Regions from separate parts of the Mus musculus genome. Here all the other regions are linked to region 1. The links are chromatin contacts, called in public ChIA-PET, HiChIP or PLAC-seq and promoter capture Hi-C maps. All regions are on one chromosome and are shown on one strand. The core of a region is the stretch at or near the end of the contact, and the rest is flanking DNA. Distances in the headings are between cores, read along the strand shown.

Region 1 (2,769 bases), core at 206-2,705:
GTACTCACATAAAATAAATCTTAGAGGAAAAAAAAATCATACTGAACTGGGCGTGGGAAGCATGCCTTTTGGGAAGGCAGAAGCAGGCGGATCTATGAGTAAGAGGACAGCCAAGGATACACAGAGAAACACTATCGAGGAAAAACGGGAAAAAAAGGGGGACCATATTGGCTGGGCAAGATTTTCATAGGCCTTAAATCTCAGCACTTGGGAGACAAAAACAGGTTGATCTCCACGGCGAGTTCCAGGCCCAAGGCACAGTGAGAATCAGTCAAACAAAAGATCTACCAGATTGTAAGTGTTGGTCTGCAGCAGAGGGTAAAGGTGCTTGCCGCTAAGCCTGACGACTTGTGTTCAATTCCCTACACTCACATCGTGGGAGAAAGGACTCCTGTTCATTGCTTTGTGACCTCCATACGTGCAAGGCACACACGAATGCATGCTCACACTATACAAAGTAAGTGTTAGGCGTTGGAAGGAAACAGGTCAGATGTGCTCGCGTACCTTATGCGGAAGCTCCCACTGGAGGGCTCATACGGGAGTTTAAAGGATCTTATGTTTGGACCATAGACTGGTGGGACTGAAGGCAAAGGGAAGGTTCACGAATCCAGCAACTGACATCCATCCTCAGGGAAGGAGTAACTTTCTGCAGATTCAGGGAAATTTCCTGGAAGAGGTGGCGTCCGAATTGCCGGTGATTGACGTGTAGGAGTTGGTCAGACAAAGGACGCTGGGTGTTTCCCGCAGAGGACCTGGAGGCCACGAGGAGGCCACAGGTGTTCAGAACTTGGCGCCTTCCAGCACAGGGGTGGGAAGCTCACAGCGAATCATGGCTGGTTTCGGAATCACAGACTAGAATGCGCCCTCATCCACGTCTCAGGAATTGGGGTTTTCCCTATAACTTAACGCGCCCACGCTCCCCAGTTCCTCCAGAAAACATCCAAGACCGGGGTAGGGGGTATGGGGGAGAGGAATCCACAGAATGGTGATGATTGACATTCCTAAGAGCCAGTTGCTGCTGCCCAAAGCTCTGCCTGCTTCCTTATGGGCCAATGGCCCCTCTTCTTCTAGGCCTGTCGCTTAAACAGGGTGGCGTTAGAGCCGCGAACGTCACCTTTGGCTCAGCCAATATCAACGAGGGAGGAGGGGATTAGCTTAATGATAGACAAGTCAGTTTCTAGACGTCCGCTTAGCGCGGAGCCCGCCGGGAAGCTCCAGGGCGGAGCTGGCCAGAAAGGGGCGGGAAGATCTGGTGAATTTTACCCAATCGTCACACGTGCTGGGTGAGACAGACAGGCAGTTGTTCTCTTCCTAGCGGACAGGAGGGGGCGGGCCTTTAAACGCTAGGGGGGCGGGCACTTTATGTTTGATAGGCGTGTCTGTCATCCAATTGAAATATGAAGCTCTCAGATGGACGGCTTTACAGACCAATGAGAACTTATGGCGGGGTATCGGGGGCTGGGCTGAGGACCCTCTGGTAAAAGGCGGTCCCCGGTCGAGCCGGGGGGAGAAAAGAGAGAGGGGGGGGTCTCGGAGGCCGGAGGACTCGGGTGAAGATGGCGGCAGCCGAGGCCGCGAACTGCATCATGGAGGTGAGTAGCTGGGCTCTTTAGGCCCGGGGGCGGCGCGAGACGGGTGGCCCACGGCCTGAACTGTGGGGACGGGGCCTTTTGATGTGCCTGGCTTCGCGTTGGTCCGCATCGGGGGATGTGTTCGATCGTGACGGGAGAGATCTCGGCTTTCGGTGCTTTGGGACCCGCAGCCGAGCCGAGGACTGTCGCACGTGGTCGCGGGCCGGGGGCGCTTCCAGCCGGGCCGCACGTGGTCTCGCAGAGTAGCGTGGGGAGGGGGGTGTGCCGCCTCGAGGGGCCCCGTGGGCTCCACGTGCAGGACAAAGGCCCCGCCCCCAGCCCGATGACCTGGGCTGCACTCAAGGGGTCCAGGGGTTGCCACCCGCTCTCCCTGGCTCGGCTGTGGATGTCCATGCAGCCCGGGCTCTTTGCACCCGCGTGGGGCCTGAGAACATCAGTCCCCAGCCTCCCTTTCCCCAACTCTGTGTTAGCCTTGTGCAGCGGGGGGGGGGGGGGGGGGGGATGGGCATAGCCCTGTGACCTCTCTTTAAGGAGATGGTGGGGAATCTCATCCGAGGAGATCCGGATCCGTCGCCGGGCACCCCCTCGTGGTCACTATGGGCGTGTGAGAGGGGCGTCTTTTTTCATGGGGCGTGGCCCAAGCCCACCCCTTCATGGGAGGGCCCTCGGGTGGATGGATAGTCAGAGGTCAGTGGTGGGGGATAAAGGAGTTCGGATGGCCATGGGCCTTAACCTCCACAGAGCTCCATTTTTACCAACTTGAATGTGGCAAGGGACCCCTTTTTGAACATTTCCGCCTTTTTGCCTAATTTCCCCCCAAAACAGAATGAAATTCTAGCATCTGCCTTGCTTACCTGCTTATCGTTGATTGTTCGATCCTAAGCTGTATTCCTCAGTCTACTTTTTACTTAGTTTAATTAAACAAATGTGCCTGAGCCTGGCGGTGGTGGCGCACGCCTTTGATCCCAGCACTTGGGAGGCAGAGGCAGGCAGATTTCTGAGTTGAAGGACAGCCTGGTCTACAGAGTGAGTTCCAGGACAGCCAGGGCTACACAGAGAAACCCTGCCTCAAAAAAAAAAATGTGCTTGGCCTTGAACTCACCCTGTAGCTGAGTATGGCCTTGAACTTGCCATTTTCTTTTGACTTCTGAGTAGCTCATCATCAGGCTTGTAAGGC
Region 2 (2,700 bases), core at 78-2,577, 880 kb before region 1:
GCCCCCAGGGCTCCTCCTCAAACCTAGTACCCAGAAGCCTGGGATCCTGGCCCACCCACCCCAGGCAACTAGTATTCAACAGGGGCCACTGGAGGCAACACTCTTCTTCCTTTAATTTACTAAATTGCTCTGGGCTGGAAGCCAGGGACAACCCCCCCCCCCAGCTCCCCACAGCTGTGCCCCCAACCCCAAGACTGGCCTGTGACTCAGTTTCATCAAGAATGAAAACGAGGGGGGCAGGGACAGGAGGAGGGGCTAAGAATGGCTTAGGGTGGTGGGCATTGTCTCTCCTTGGATACCCAACTAATTTCTCCTTCTCTCTCCCCCATACACCTGACCCCTTTTCCTCTCCCGTTTCCCCCTTACTTTCGCCCTTTTCTTTCCATTTCCTCTGCCACCTGCCTCTGCCTTGCTTTTATGTGTGCTGGGCACCTCCCGGGTGGGGGTCTGGGGCTTCGCCTTGCCTTGCTATTTCTGTCTTCTCTGTATTCCATTCGCTCTGCTTGCCTCTCTCCATCTCCACTCCTTCTTCCTGAGGTTGGTGTGTGCCTGACTCTGGGTGACTGTGGGTCTCTGCTTTGCTTTCTATTCCCCGCAACTTTCTCATCTCTCCGCCTCCCTGTATTTCTCTCTGCATCTCTCCTTGCCTCACTACCATCCTCTGCCGTGCTCCCTCTCCTGTGCTCCCTCTCCTGGGTCTGTGTCCCCGTGAGCCTGGCCTTTCATCTCTCTTCACTCTTTCCCCTCTCCTTGACCATCTCTCTCGCTGTCCCCCTCTCCTTTGCTCTCACTGGCGTTCTTTTCCTGGTCTTTGTCCCATCTCTGGGTCTCTTTCCCATCTGTTCGATCACTGCCCCTTCCATGCCTGCCTTCTCCCCCCACCTCTTACCTCTGCATCTTCCCTGACCCCATTACTCACCCCCTCCCGCCTTTGTGCCTCCTGGTTCCCACATTTCATTCCTTCATCTCACCCCCCCACCCCTCCCTCTATTTGGGTTCCATCTTTCCCTTCCACTCCCTCCATTGCCTTTCCCGCTGTCTCTTCTTGTCTCTGGTCTCTGTATGTCTCTTTCCTGCCTCTTTCCCTCTCTGTCTCTCCATTTCTTCCCGTCTCCCTCTCTTCATTTGTCTCCCTCTATGCTTCTGCCGCCGCGCCTTCTCTCACCCAACTTTCCCCTCTCATCCTGACTCTGCATCTCCCTCACTATCTGGGTCTCACTGTCTCTGTCGCCTTCCCTATCTCTGTTTCTCGATCTCTGTCTCCTCCTTCTGTCTCGTTCTCCCTTATCTCTGTCCCTCATCTCTGTTTCCCTCCGTGTCGGCCCCTCCCTCTCTCCATCACCCAACCTTCCCCTCTCGCCCCGTCTCTCCCGTGTCTCCCCTCGGGCTCTGCCCTCGCCTCCCGTCCACGCAGAGGCCGCCCGGCGGGGCCCGCAGGCGATGCGCGGCGCCGGTGGCCCCCGCGGCCCTCGGGGCCCCGCTAAGATGCTGTTGCTGCTGGCGCTGGCGTGCGCCAGCCCGTTCCCGGAGGAGGTGCCGGGGCCGGGCGCGGCCGGCGGGGGCACGGGCGGGGCGCGGCCGCTCAACGTGGCGCTGGTCTTCTCTGGCCCGGCGTACGCGGCCGAGGCGGCGCGCTTGGGCCCGGCCGTGGCGGCGGCAGTGCGCAGCCCGGGCCTGGACGTACGGCCCGTGGCGCTGGTGCTCAACGGCTCCGACCCTCGCAGCCTTGTGCTGCAGCTCTGCGACCTGCTGTCGGGGCTGCGCGTGCACGGCGTGGTGTTCGAGGACGACTCGCGCGCGCCCGCCGTCGCGCCCATTCTCGACTTCCTGTCGGCGCAGACCTCGCTGCCCATCGTGGCCGTGCACGGCGGCGCCGCGCTCGTACTCACACCCAAGGTGCGCGCGACCGCGGGGGACGGGCCGCCTCGGGGGCGGGGCCTTGCGGCTCGGGGGCGGGGCCTTGCGGCTCGGGGTCTTGGATCGGACGTAGTTTTGATTGACTTGAGGCGGGAGGTTCGTCGAGGGGCAGTGCCTGCGTAGGCTGAAGGGAAAGACCTTTGAGAGGCGGGACCTATGATAACTTGGGGGGCGGGTTGTATTAAGATGGGGGGGGGGGGTTGTAAGGACGGAGACAGTAACTAGGGGGTGGAGCCGTCCGTTGGTCAGTTTCCATGTTGGTGGTTAAAAGTCAAGTCTATACAGTGAGGAGTCTGATTTGAAGAGATGTGCTCTATGGGGTTCACAGCACCTTTCAGGGGTCACCTACAAGGGTCAGATCAATAATCAGGAAAGAGGTGGGTTACAATGAGGATTGAGGAAAAGCCAATGGCAGAAGAGATAGATTTAATGAGTGACGACAAGGTCAGAAACTAGAGTTATGGCTCTTGGACCAATGAGGGGAAGAGTCAGTTGGAAAGGGATGGGGTTCAGAAAGAGATGGAGTCTAGTGTCCAGGAAGGCAGAGATGGGAACCATAGGATAAGAGAACTAGGTGCTGAAGGAGGGCATGGTGGGAGGCTTAGCTGGAGGCTTGGAGCCTAGAGGTGTAGGAATGAGAGCAGAGCCATGCATTCTGAGAGTTGGACTGATGAGAAGCAGGCCAAGCCCAAGGACCCTGCTAGTGCTCAAGGATGGAGGGATCCAGTGGAGAAGGCCGAGGGTAGACCCACTCCAATGGATGTAATAAAAGGACTTTGCTGA
Region 3 (2,883 bases), core at 295-2,794, 800 kb before region 1:
CAGCGACTGTGAGGAGGAGGTCTCCTCCGCAGGGGGGGTGTACTCCCCAGAGCAGTCCTCCCCTTCCGGGTTCTCAAACTCCTGGGGTACGAGAGGTGAAGAATGGGAGCATCGGGAGGAGGGTGCTGAGATGCCGCCATCCTGCCCTAATTGCCTCCCTTCAGTCCACAGACCTGTCCCTCAAATCCCAGCCCAATTTCCGCTAGTGTGCGCATCCCAAAGCCGTAGGTCTTGGGAGTGCTCTGGGACCTCCAGTCTCTTTGCTGCCTGGGGTCTTTCTCCCAGGTTAGTCCTAGGGCACCTCACCTTGAAACGAACATCACCCCGTTTGCAACACAGACAGGTAAGGAGGAGAAAGATGAAGGCCAGCAGACCCGAACAGGAAATGAGGACCACAGCGTAGGGCGGAGCCAAAGGGGCCCGGCTCAGAGCGAATCCATCTGTGGGCATAAGGCTAGGCTGGGGTCTGGGCTTCAAGACACTGGCTACCGGACTCATGCCCCTCCCATCCTAGGCTAGTCTTGGACTACAACCCCCATGATGCTCCGAATCCAGGGGCTCCTTGGCAGGGGAGCCAGGTGGTCTAACGTATTGTGGGAGTTGTAGTTTAAGGTCTTCCCAGGTGGTTGGGGGTGGGGTCCCTCCTATCGTTTCAAACTGGGACCCACCCCCCACCCCAAACGCATCCCGTAACCCGGATACATTCCAGTGACCAGCAATAGTGAGGCCTGGAGCTCTGAGAATTTACAATATGCTACCATAGACAGCTTCATGACCATCATTCCCCCAATAGCAGGCTGTTGGCAGATATTTGCCCCGAGCTGAACGCACTGCCCACCCCACGCCTGAAGGGTGACTGAGAACTGTTTCTTTTAAAGACACAGGGAACACAGACTTGTTCTCTAGCCTCAGCCTCAGACCTGAGGGAGGGGTCTCTGCAAAGCCTCAGCTGTGTTCCCCTTAGAAATAGGGTCTCTCTCTTTCCCAAAGGCCGCGGCCTTCCATCTCCCCGCGCACCCGTGTGCACTCGCGTGCACATGAGCTCACATGCACGCTCACAAGCACGCACTCGGCCCGCAGCCCACTCCCCACCCGCCCTGGCTGGTCTCCCTGGCCCTGCAGACCCGTTGGTCCCCAGGGACTGCGCACAGGTGCCGGGCGGACCCGGTGGGGGTGGGGCGCGGGCCGCGGACGGCTGGACATACTCACCCGGGTGCGCTGGGGACGCCAGGCAGCCGGAGGCGGAGACGGCCGCCAGGAGGATGAGTGCGCCGGGTGCAGGCATCTTGTCCAGGATGGAAGGGAGGTGGAGGAATCGGCGGCTGGGGAGGAGGGGGGGCGGGCCCTCAGCCCCCAGCCATGGGGACCCGCTCAACCCTGGCCTCCCTCAGCCCAGGAGAGGGGCGGGAGATGCAGGACAGGGGGAGGGAGGGGTTGCTTACTGGTTCTGATACCCCCCTCCCCCTCCTCGAAAGGACAGACGGATGAAGGGATGGAGAGGCGGACGGAGGAGAGGAGCTGGGGAGCCGGGGTTGCTGGGGTAGGGGGGAGGGGAAGATGGGGGGGGGAGAGAACGAGGGCCCCGCCCCCGAGGACAATCGGGATTGGGGGAGCAGAGAGCCTGTCAGAGGAAGGGTGGGAGGAGGAAGGAGGGAGCGTTGTCATGGCAACTGGTTCCCGGTTGCATTGGCTGCCAGGCGGGAGGGGAGAATAGGGAGGGGGAGGAGGGACAGACAGAGACCAACAGACCCTTGGAGGGGGGCAGGGTCCACAGTGCGTGGCCCTGACACCACTGTGACACAACACTGGTGCCCACACGTGTGCTACATGCTAAGATGCAGATAGCAAGCCCACGCAGCCCACACACAGCTGAGACATGTCACAGGAACCTTCACAAGCGCCTCTCATACAAAGGTGGACAGCCATCAGCAAACGGAGACAAGGACACGTCACACACAAAGACACAGGGACAGACCACACTGAGAATGCATAGGCAGTCCAGACTCTGGTTGGTACAGATTCACCCAGCCACACAGGAATACCCAGCATCACATGAACACACACGCACACGCACACATACAACACAGAGCTCCAAACATAGGGAGGTATCACAAAGATCCATTCAGACCCTTTGGGACATGAGGAGGCATGCTGTCATAAACTGATATTCCACACAGGCAACAAAGAACACACAGAAATCACTAACTCAAACACGTAAAGCCAGTTGCATGCACACAGACACAGGCTTGTCAGTCACATATGGAGCATACAGAAACAACACATGCATGTATGCAGGCACGGGGTTTGCACATTGCTCACCTTCAGGGACAAATGCATATCACATACATGCACACGGGAACACACGGTTCATACATGCAGAGCTACATAGCTTATGCAAAAACACAAATATAGAACGGGTACAAACATGCCCTGTGCACACGTATTACACACAAAGGCACACCACCTACCTAAATAGACAGCATGAATGGACACACTCTTTAGACGTGATTATGAGGACTCCTTATCCACTGCAGTCTCACACCACAGACATCAACACACATGGGCACAAAAGATGCATAAGCGTAGTTTATTTCATGTATTTATTCTTGGCAGGATTTACTCTGCGCCAGGCGTTTCCCAAGATTTACAGTATTACCTTCCAATCATTACAACAGCCCCCAAGACAGGTTCTTTTTTCATGCCCAATGTATAGGTAAGGAAACTGAGGCACAGAGAGGGGCAGTCACCTGCCCCATGCACAGAACAGGGGATAGGCAGAGGTAAGGCTGGAACCTGGCCGTCAGGGACACCGACACATCAGACAAGACACACACACACACACACATCACGTGCCAGGCTGCAGTCTCGGGGTCCCACCCTACG
Region 4 (2,877 bases), core at 274-2,773, 520 kb after region 1:
AGAAGCACCCTGCAGCCTAGAGGTGGGAATGGGGAGAGAGATTCAAGAAAGTTTCTTACAAAAGTGATGGTTGAAATTGTGAGGCGCAAACAAAGGGACCAAGAAGGGGAAAAAAATGCCTTGTGTAACATGGGAACAGCCTGTTGGAGGCCTAGGAGTACATCGAAGGATGAAGCTGCAGAAAGGTAGGCAAGGACCCGAGCACACAAGGCCTTGAGTTCAGCCTGAAGGCCCGGGGCTAGTCCCTAGGAGTTCTGGGGAACCAAAGAGGGATAGAAGCAGAGGAGGGGGCAAGCAGCTGTGGGGCTGTGTGTAGGACGACCAGGAGAAGAAAAACAGACAGCTGGGAGGTTGTGACAGAGGCTCAGATAAGAGAGGTTGAGGCCAAAGCTGGGGCTGAGGCTGTGAGAAGCAGCAGGTGGGAGGGCAGGCAACAGCTCCTGGATCGGAGCCTTGGCCCTGCTAGGGTCCCAGGAAGGCTCCCGTGCCTCTCTGAGCCCTGCTCTTCCAGGGCGGGGAACAATGGCAGTCACCTCTTGCAGATTTCGTCGGCAGCCTCCTGGCTAAAGAGCTGCTCTTGAAGGACGTTGTTGAGAGCATGGACAGCACACAGCTCTAGCCGCTGCCGCTCATGATACACTGAGGGTGGACTCGGCCTTGCTTCCGGAGCCTGAGACATGCCCTCCTCAGCTCCTGCTGCGGGGTGGGACAAGGAGGTGTTAGGCACCTAGGATCTTGCTCATTCGGTTCTCTAGATTCCTGGGTCCCTGGGCAATGGACATTGAGATGGGCACTGGGGCTAGCTTAGGAGGCCGTGAGGCCCTGACCCTATTTCCCAGGCTGTCTCCAGAGCACAGAGACACCTTTTGAGCCCAGTCCTGGGAGTGGGGGGAGTAGAGGCTCTCATCTGCTCACCTGGCAATAGAGACCCACCCCCACTACATGTCTCCAAGCAAAAGGGTCCTGATCATCATCACCTAGCAATGGACTACCACCCCTTCTGTCCCTAGGAAACAATACCTTTTTAGTTCCCAAGCAACAGAACAACCCCACCCTCTGGGTATCCTGGTCCGTTTTCTGATCACCTAGCAATGGAGGACTCCTCCTTTCCCGTCTCTGGGTAACAGGGTCTCTTCTGGTCGCCTAGCAACGAAAGACTTCCCCTCCTCAATAACCAGGGTTCTCGCCTCCCTTCACCTGGCAACGAGGCCCTCTACCAGTTACTAAGCAACAGGAGCCCCCACCTTTTCCTGTCACCTGGCAACCAGGCACACTCCCACCCGCCTTTGCTTGTCGCCCGCCTGGCCCTCACCCCGCCGGCCTTTCTGCTCCCCGGGACCGACCGCTTTCGCATTCCCTAGGCAGCGACCGGGTGGTAGCACGCTGACTGAGCAGGCGAAAGGGACTACAGCTCCCGGCGACTTGCGCGCGCCGAACTGCGATTCCCGAAGGCCTCCGTAGGGCGTCTAAATAGGACGCGCAGTCCGGAAGTCCTCCGGGGCTGCTCTGCCGCGTGGGACTACAACTCCCATCGGACAAAGCAGCCAGTTCTCGTTCTCTCCCAGGGCTCACTGCTGCCTAGAGGTTTCTGGGAGTTGTGGTAACGAGTGATCTCGCGATAGCTTTCAGGGGGCTGGTTTGTGTATGAGCTCGCACGCTGCTGCTATGGCGTCATACTCAGTGTGTAGCTGAAGCGTGACGACATAGAGGTGGGGACAAGGAACCAAAGAGGCCAAAGAGAACAGTGGGCTGAACTCTGATGTTTACTGGGACCCATAGTTGTCAATATGACAGTAAGGGTAGTAGGGGAGGAGACTCAGCAGAGGTGGATCCCAGGTCTGGAGGTGAGCTGACAGCAGCCTGTGGGGAGAATGAAAAACTAGGATGACAACACAGACACATGCAGGTGGCCATGGTGGACGTGGGTTTTGGAAAAGGTAATGTGGTACAAGTCAAGGAGGATACTCAGAAAGAGATGTGGCATGTGGATGTAGAGACCTAGAGGGGGACCCAGATGCTGAGAGAAAGCGGGGCGGGGAAAGAGAGGCTCATAGAGCCTGGGAGTGAGAACTAAGAATGAGAAAAGACAGAAAACTGGGGTTGGGACACCCAACATGTGAGCTCTGCCGAGCACAAACGCCAAGGGACCCTTGGAGGGGCCTGCCGCACCCAGTAGGCTGTGCCAGAAGGCTGTAACAGTAGCAGAGCCGGTGACAGCGCCAGGCTGGGCTGGGTTCTCTCTGTGGGTGTGCACGGCAAAGCTGCGACCTGAAGGCCCTGGGGGTCCTAGCAGCTCCACATCCACCACGTGCATGTCGGTGAGGCTGCAGCCGGCAGAGAAGTGCAGTCAGTCCACCCGGAGTGTACACAGCTGTGCCACCTACGCCCTGTGCTTACCTAAGGTCAGCCACAAGCACCCCAATGACACGGTCGAAGCCTAGACTGGGGGCAGCCAGGGCAGCAGCTGCCATGGTGTTAGAGTTTCGGGGGGCCAAGGGACAGAGCCCACGCACAGGGCCCTCATAGAGCACTGTGCGGGGCCCACTACTGTGGGCTGCAGCCAGGGGTCCCTCCAGCCGGAAGCCATCAGGATGTGTGGCCATGGTGACTCGAAGGCTCTGGAAGCAATGGCAGGGTCAGGAGATTGAGACTCTTACATGTTCCGTCTGGCAGCCCAGACAGTCCTCACCTGGAGGCCTCCGGCTGCATCCAGTCTGCTGATGTCTTCACTGCCCCATAGGGCCCCTCGGGCCACAAACACAGTGTGGCCCCAGCGCTTTGAAGCCTCCAGGAGCTGCTGCTCTGTGGTCTGGTCAGCCAGAGCTGAGGGGGATCCCACCTTGGGACACGGATGGTAGAGAGAGGCAAGGCCAAGAC
Region 5 (2,756 bases), core at 58-2,557, 520 kb before region 1:
AGAATAGTGCAGAAGATGGAGGCCTGGCTTGTGAAATTTCAGAGGGAAAATTAAAGACTCTTATCAGGGCCACTGCTATTTTGATTGTGAAGCTTCTGTGGTTCTGGTTAGCTGGGGCTGAAGAATCAGCTGTGATTAACAAGATACCAGAACTACTAAAGCGAAAACTTTGCATTACTGGGACTATTGATGCTTGTTAGCTGGAGCTAAAAAGTTATCTGTGATTAAGAAGAGACCAGCACCATTGAGGTGACATCTTCTGGGAAGTGTTTTCTGAAATCACAAAGAGGCTGCGTGACTAAGACAGATATCTTTTCCATGGAGTCAAAAGATACCAAAGTAGGGGCTGGTGAGATGGCTCAGTGGTTAAGAGCACTCATTGCTCTACTAGCAGTCCTGAGTTCAATTTCCAGCAACCACATAGTGGCCACGACTGCCTGTAATGGGATCTGATGCTCTCTTCTGATGTGTCTGAAGACAGCTATAGTGTACTTGTATATGTAAAATAAGCAAATAAATCTTTTTTTTTTTTTTTTAAATTACCCTCAGGACTGATGAGATGGCTCAGCGGTTAAGAGCTGTGACTGCTCCTCCAGAGGACCTGAGTTCAATTCCCAGCAACCACATGATGGCTCACAACCATTTGTAATGGGATTAGTTGCCCTCTTCTGGTGTGTCTGAAGACAGTGTACTCACATATAAATAAATCTTTTTTTTTTTAACTTAAAAAAAAGAAAAACAAACAAACAAAAAAGTTACCTTCAAAGATTTTTTTTTTTAAAGGTACCTAAGTATATGATTGCAAGTGGAAAACTAGGAGACAGAATCAGGTATTCGCAGCTTCTTCACTTTCATTTGTGTGTATTACCTACTTTTATTCTCAGCACAAGGATCTCTGTGACCTCTAGGCCATCCTGGTTTACACAGAGCTCCATCTAGGGATATGCAGTGAGACTCTGTTTAAAAAATAATGATCATATGCTATGTAGTTTCCTAACACTTGCAGGAACTTGTGGAGCGAAATTAAACGAGAAAACTACAACTCCCAAGAGACACCGCGGCAAGATGTCCGCAAAAGTTGTCCTGTCTCACCCCCTCCCCCAATCCCTGGGCATGCAGGGCTTTGAGTTTTACTTGAAAACGGACGCAGGAAATGTTGCGTTGAAGACTGTGAGCGTCCAAGAAAACCGGAAAGATTTTCAAAGATAAGGAAACCTCATCGGAAAGGGGCGGGGCCGTTAACGCGGGCGGAAGCTCAGAGTCAGCGTGGACCAATCAGTATTCTGGGGGCGGGCTCTCTGCGGGTGGAAAAGTGGGCGTGACTTAGGAGAGAAATCGCCAGAAACCTGGCGGAGGTTGCTGGCCTTAAAAAACGCCCTCAGCACTGGAGAGGTGAGGGGGGTTCAGAAGCCGTGGGCAAGAGGGGCTGGAGCGCGTGATACTTGTCCAGTGTCAGGCCTCGGCGGTCCCGGCAGAAGGGGAGGTTAGGGGCCTGGAATCACGGTTCGGGGGAGGATTCCCCTACTCAGGGAGCCGGAATGAGGGTCTGCGGATTGCGCTCCAGGAAAGGGAGGCTGGAGGCCTGGCGTCCGGGGTTGTTAGAGGCCTGGCATCCTGGGTTCCAGGTGACTAAACGCTTGGAGTCTTCATTTTTGCAAATCGGGTGGCGTGCACACTCGCTTCCCCAACCGGATACGGGGTTGGGACATCCTTAGCCAGGGATAGTACTACACGCCTGTAATTCCAGCGCTTGGAAGGGAGAGTCAGGAGGGTCAGGAATTCAAGGCCAACTTAGGCTACTTAATACACAGCTCAGAAAACCGTAGCAAAACAAGAAAAAAACCTCATTCTCCATCTCTCCTCACAGACCAGCCACGATGCCTACCTCGGTGCCCCGCGGGGCCCCTTTTCTTCTCCTACCACCTCTACTGATGCTGTCTGCTGTGCTGGCAGTGCCCGTGGACCGCGCAGCACCTCCTCAGGAGGACAGCCAGGCCACTGAGACCCCGGTGAGTAGCCCTGCCCTGGTCGCTGGCGTCTTTGCAGTGGTGCTTGCCATCCCCAGGGCCCTGGAGAAAACTCCAAGGGATCCCCTGTTTGATACGCTGAGGCGTGTCGTTTACCCGCCTTCCTTTGCCATAGTGAGTGTGTGAGACTTGCAAGCAGACCTGGGGGCAGTGACCTTTGAGATGTGGAAATCAAGACAGATCCCAAATGAAAACCTGTGTCACACCCTCATCTAAACTTTCCCCTCTGATCGTTAAGACCCTCTTTAACAAGGAATGAAGAAAACCTGAAAACCACATTTCCCAGTAGCACCGTCAGCAGCTGGATGCTACCACCTAGCAGGGCATTCTTGCTTCACGGAGCTCACGAGCAGTGTAGTTTAAGTGGGAAAAGGACACGGGAACTGCTGGTTTACTCATGCCAGTATTATTGAGCTCTGTGAAATCTTTGCTCCCAGAGAGTCCAAACTTTCAAACTCCAGGTCCCTGATTTATGGCCTGGTTCTTCCTGTAGCTCTCCCTAGCAATACAAGCTGTTGTTACCTCCTGAGACAGGTTGTTCCCAGCTCCTGTGTAGCGAGGCCTCCTGCCAGGCGTTAGTACTCAACTCTGTGAAATCTTGAAGCCTGAAAACCATTGTATCAGAGGAAAATAATAGAGCAGACAAGTTGTAAGTTTTTGCAGGTTCCAGGAGGGAGATGGAAGAGAAAACCAGGCTGTTTGAGACATGGGAAAAGTAGAGACGTTGAG

What was found. Promoter capture Hi-C pulls out the DNA fragments that hold promoters and counts their contacts. ChIA-PET counts read pairs in DNA pulled down with a chosen protein or histone mark. HiChIP or PLAC-seq counts read pairs in DNA pulled down with a chosen protein or histone mark.
Region 2: an H3K27ac HiChIP or PLAC-seq map of thymic regulatory T cells shows a contact between it and region 1, with 4 times the contacts expected there. The contact joins the promoter of Grin2d here to the promoter of Prmt1 in region 1. A contact is called at or near these places in 2 of 39 promoter capture datasets (frontonasal cranial neural crest and liver), 1 of 115 datasets of contacts at active chromatin or transcription factors (thymic regulatory T cells) and 2 of 9 other capture datasets (adipose tissue and liver).
Region 3: a contact with region 1 is called in a promoter capture Hi-C map of liver, with 4 times the contacts expected there. The contact joins the promoter of Lmtk3 here to the promoter of Prmt1 in region 1. A contact is called at or near these places in 2 of 39 promoter capture datasets (frontonasal cranial neural crest and liver) and 1 of 115 datasets of contacts at active chromatin or transcription factors (astrocytes).
Region 4: a contact with region 1 is called in a promoter capture Hi-C map of neural stem cells. The contact joins the promoter of Josd2 here to the promoter of Prmt1 in region 1. A contact is called at or near these places in 1 of 39 promoter capture datasets (neural stem cells), 1 of 115 datasets of contacts at active chromatin or transcription factors (embryonic stem cells) and 1 of 9 other capture datasets (liver).
Region 5: an RNA polymerase II ChIA-PET map of memory CD8 T cells shows a contact between it and region 1, with 16 read pairs. The contact joins the promoter of Nucb1 here to the promoter of Prmt1 in region 1. A contact is called at or near these places in 4 of 39 promoter capture datasets (erythroid cells, maxillary cranial neural crest, neural stem cells and 1 more), 1 of 484 Hi-C or Micro-C datasets (LSK cells), 3 of 115 datasets of contacts at active chromatin or transcription factors (memory CD8 T cells, microglia and thymic regulatory T cells) and 3 of 9 other capture datasets (adipose tissue, liver and pancreatic islet).

The regions. Positions count from the first base shown.
Region 1 is chr7:44,985,106-44,987,874 of GRCm38.p6, reverse strand. It overlaps Prmt1 (protein arginine N-methyltransferase 1), which reads left to right and starts at 1,455. Exons shown (of 10, transcript NM_001252476.1): 1 at 1,455-1,592. The coding sequence starts at 1,557. Gm15545 (predicted gene 15545) reads right to left here and starts at 975. Exons shown (of 2, transcript NR_045266.1): 1 at 505-975.
Region 2 is chr7:45,865,308-45,868,007 of GRCm38.p6, reverse strand. Grin2d (glutamate receptor, ionotropic, NMDA2D (epsilon 4)) reads left to right here and starts at 1,327. Exons shown (of 12, transcript NM_008172.2): 1 at 1,327-1,896. The coding sequence starts at 1,441.
Region 3 is chr7:45,784,008-45,786,890 of GRCm38.p6, reverse strand. It overlaps Lmtk3 (lemur tyrosine kinase 3), which reads right to left and starts at 1,544. Exons shown (of 15, transcript NM_001290990.2): 1 at 1,210-1,544; 2 at 307-440; 3 at 1-81. The coding sequence starts at 1,285. Gm5897 (predicted gene 5897) reads left to right here and starts at 2,424. Exons shown (of 2, transcript NR_153811.1): 1 at 2,424-2,883.
Region 4 is chr7:44,466,626-44,469,502 of GRCm38.p6, reverse strand. It overlaps Josd2 (Josephin domain containing 2), which reads right to left and starts at 1,523. Exons shown (of 5, transcript NM_001205071.1): 1 at 1,313-1,523; 2 at 534-696. The coding sequence starts at 679. It overlaps Aspdh (aspartate dehydrogenase domain containing), which reads right to left. Exons shown (of 7, transcript NM_026690.1): 4 at 2,690-2,839; 5 at 2,398-2,618; 6 at 2,170-2,324; 7 at 1,752-1,860. The coding sequence ends at 1,817.
Region 5 is chr7:45,508,959-45,511,714 of GRCm38.p6, reverse strand. Nucb1 (nucleobindin 1) reads left to right here and starts at 1,307. Exons shown (of 13, transcript NM_001163662.1): 1 at 1,307-1,392; 2 at 1,868-2,009. The coding sequence starts at 1,878. It also overlaps a transcript of Tulp2 not described here.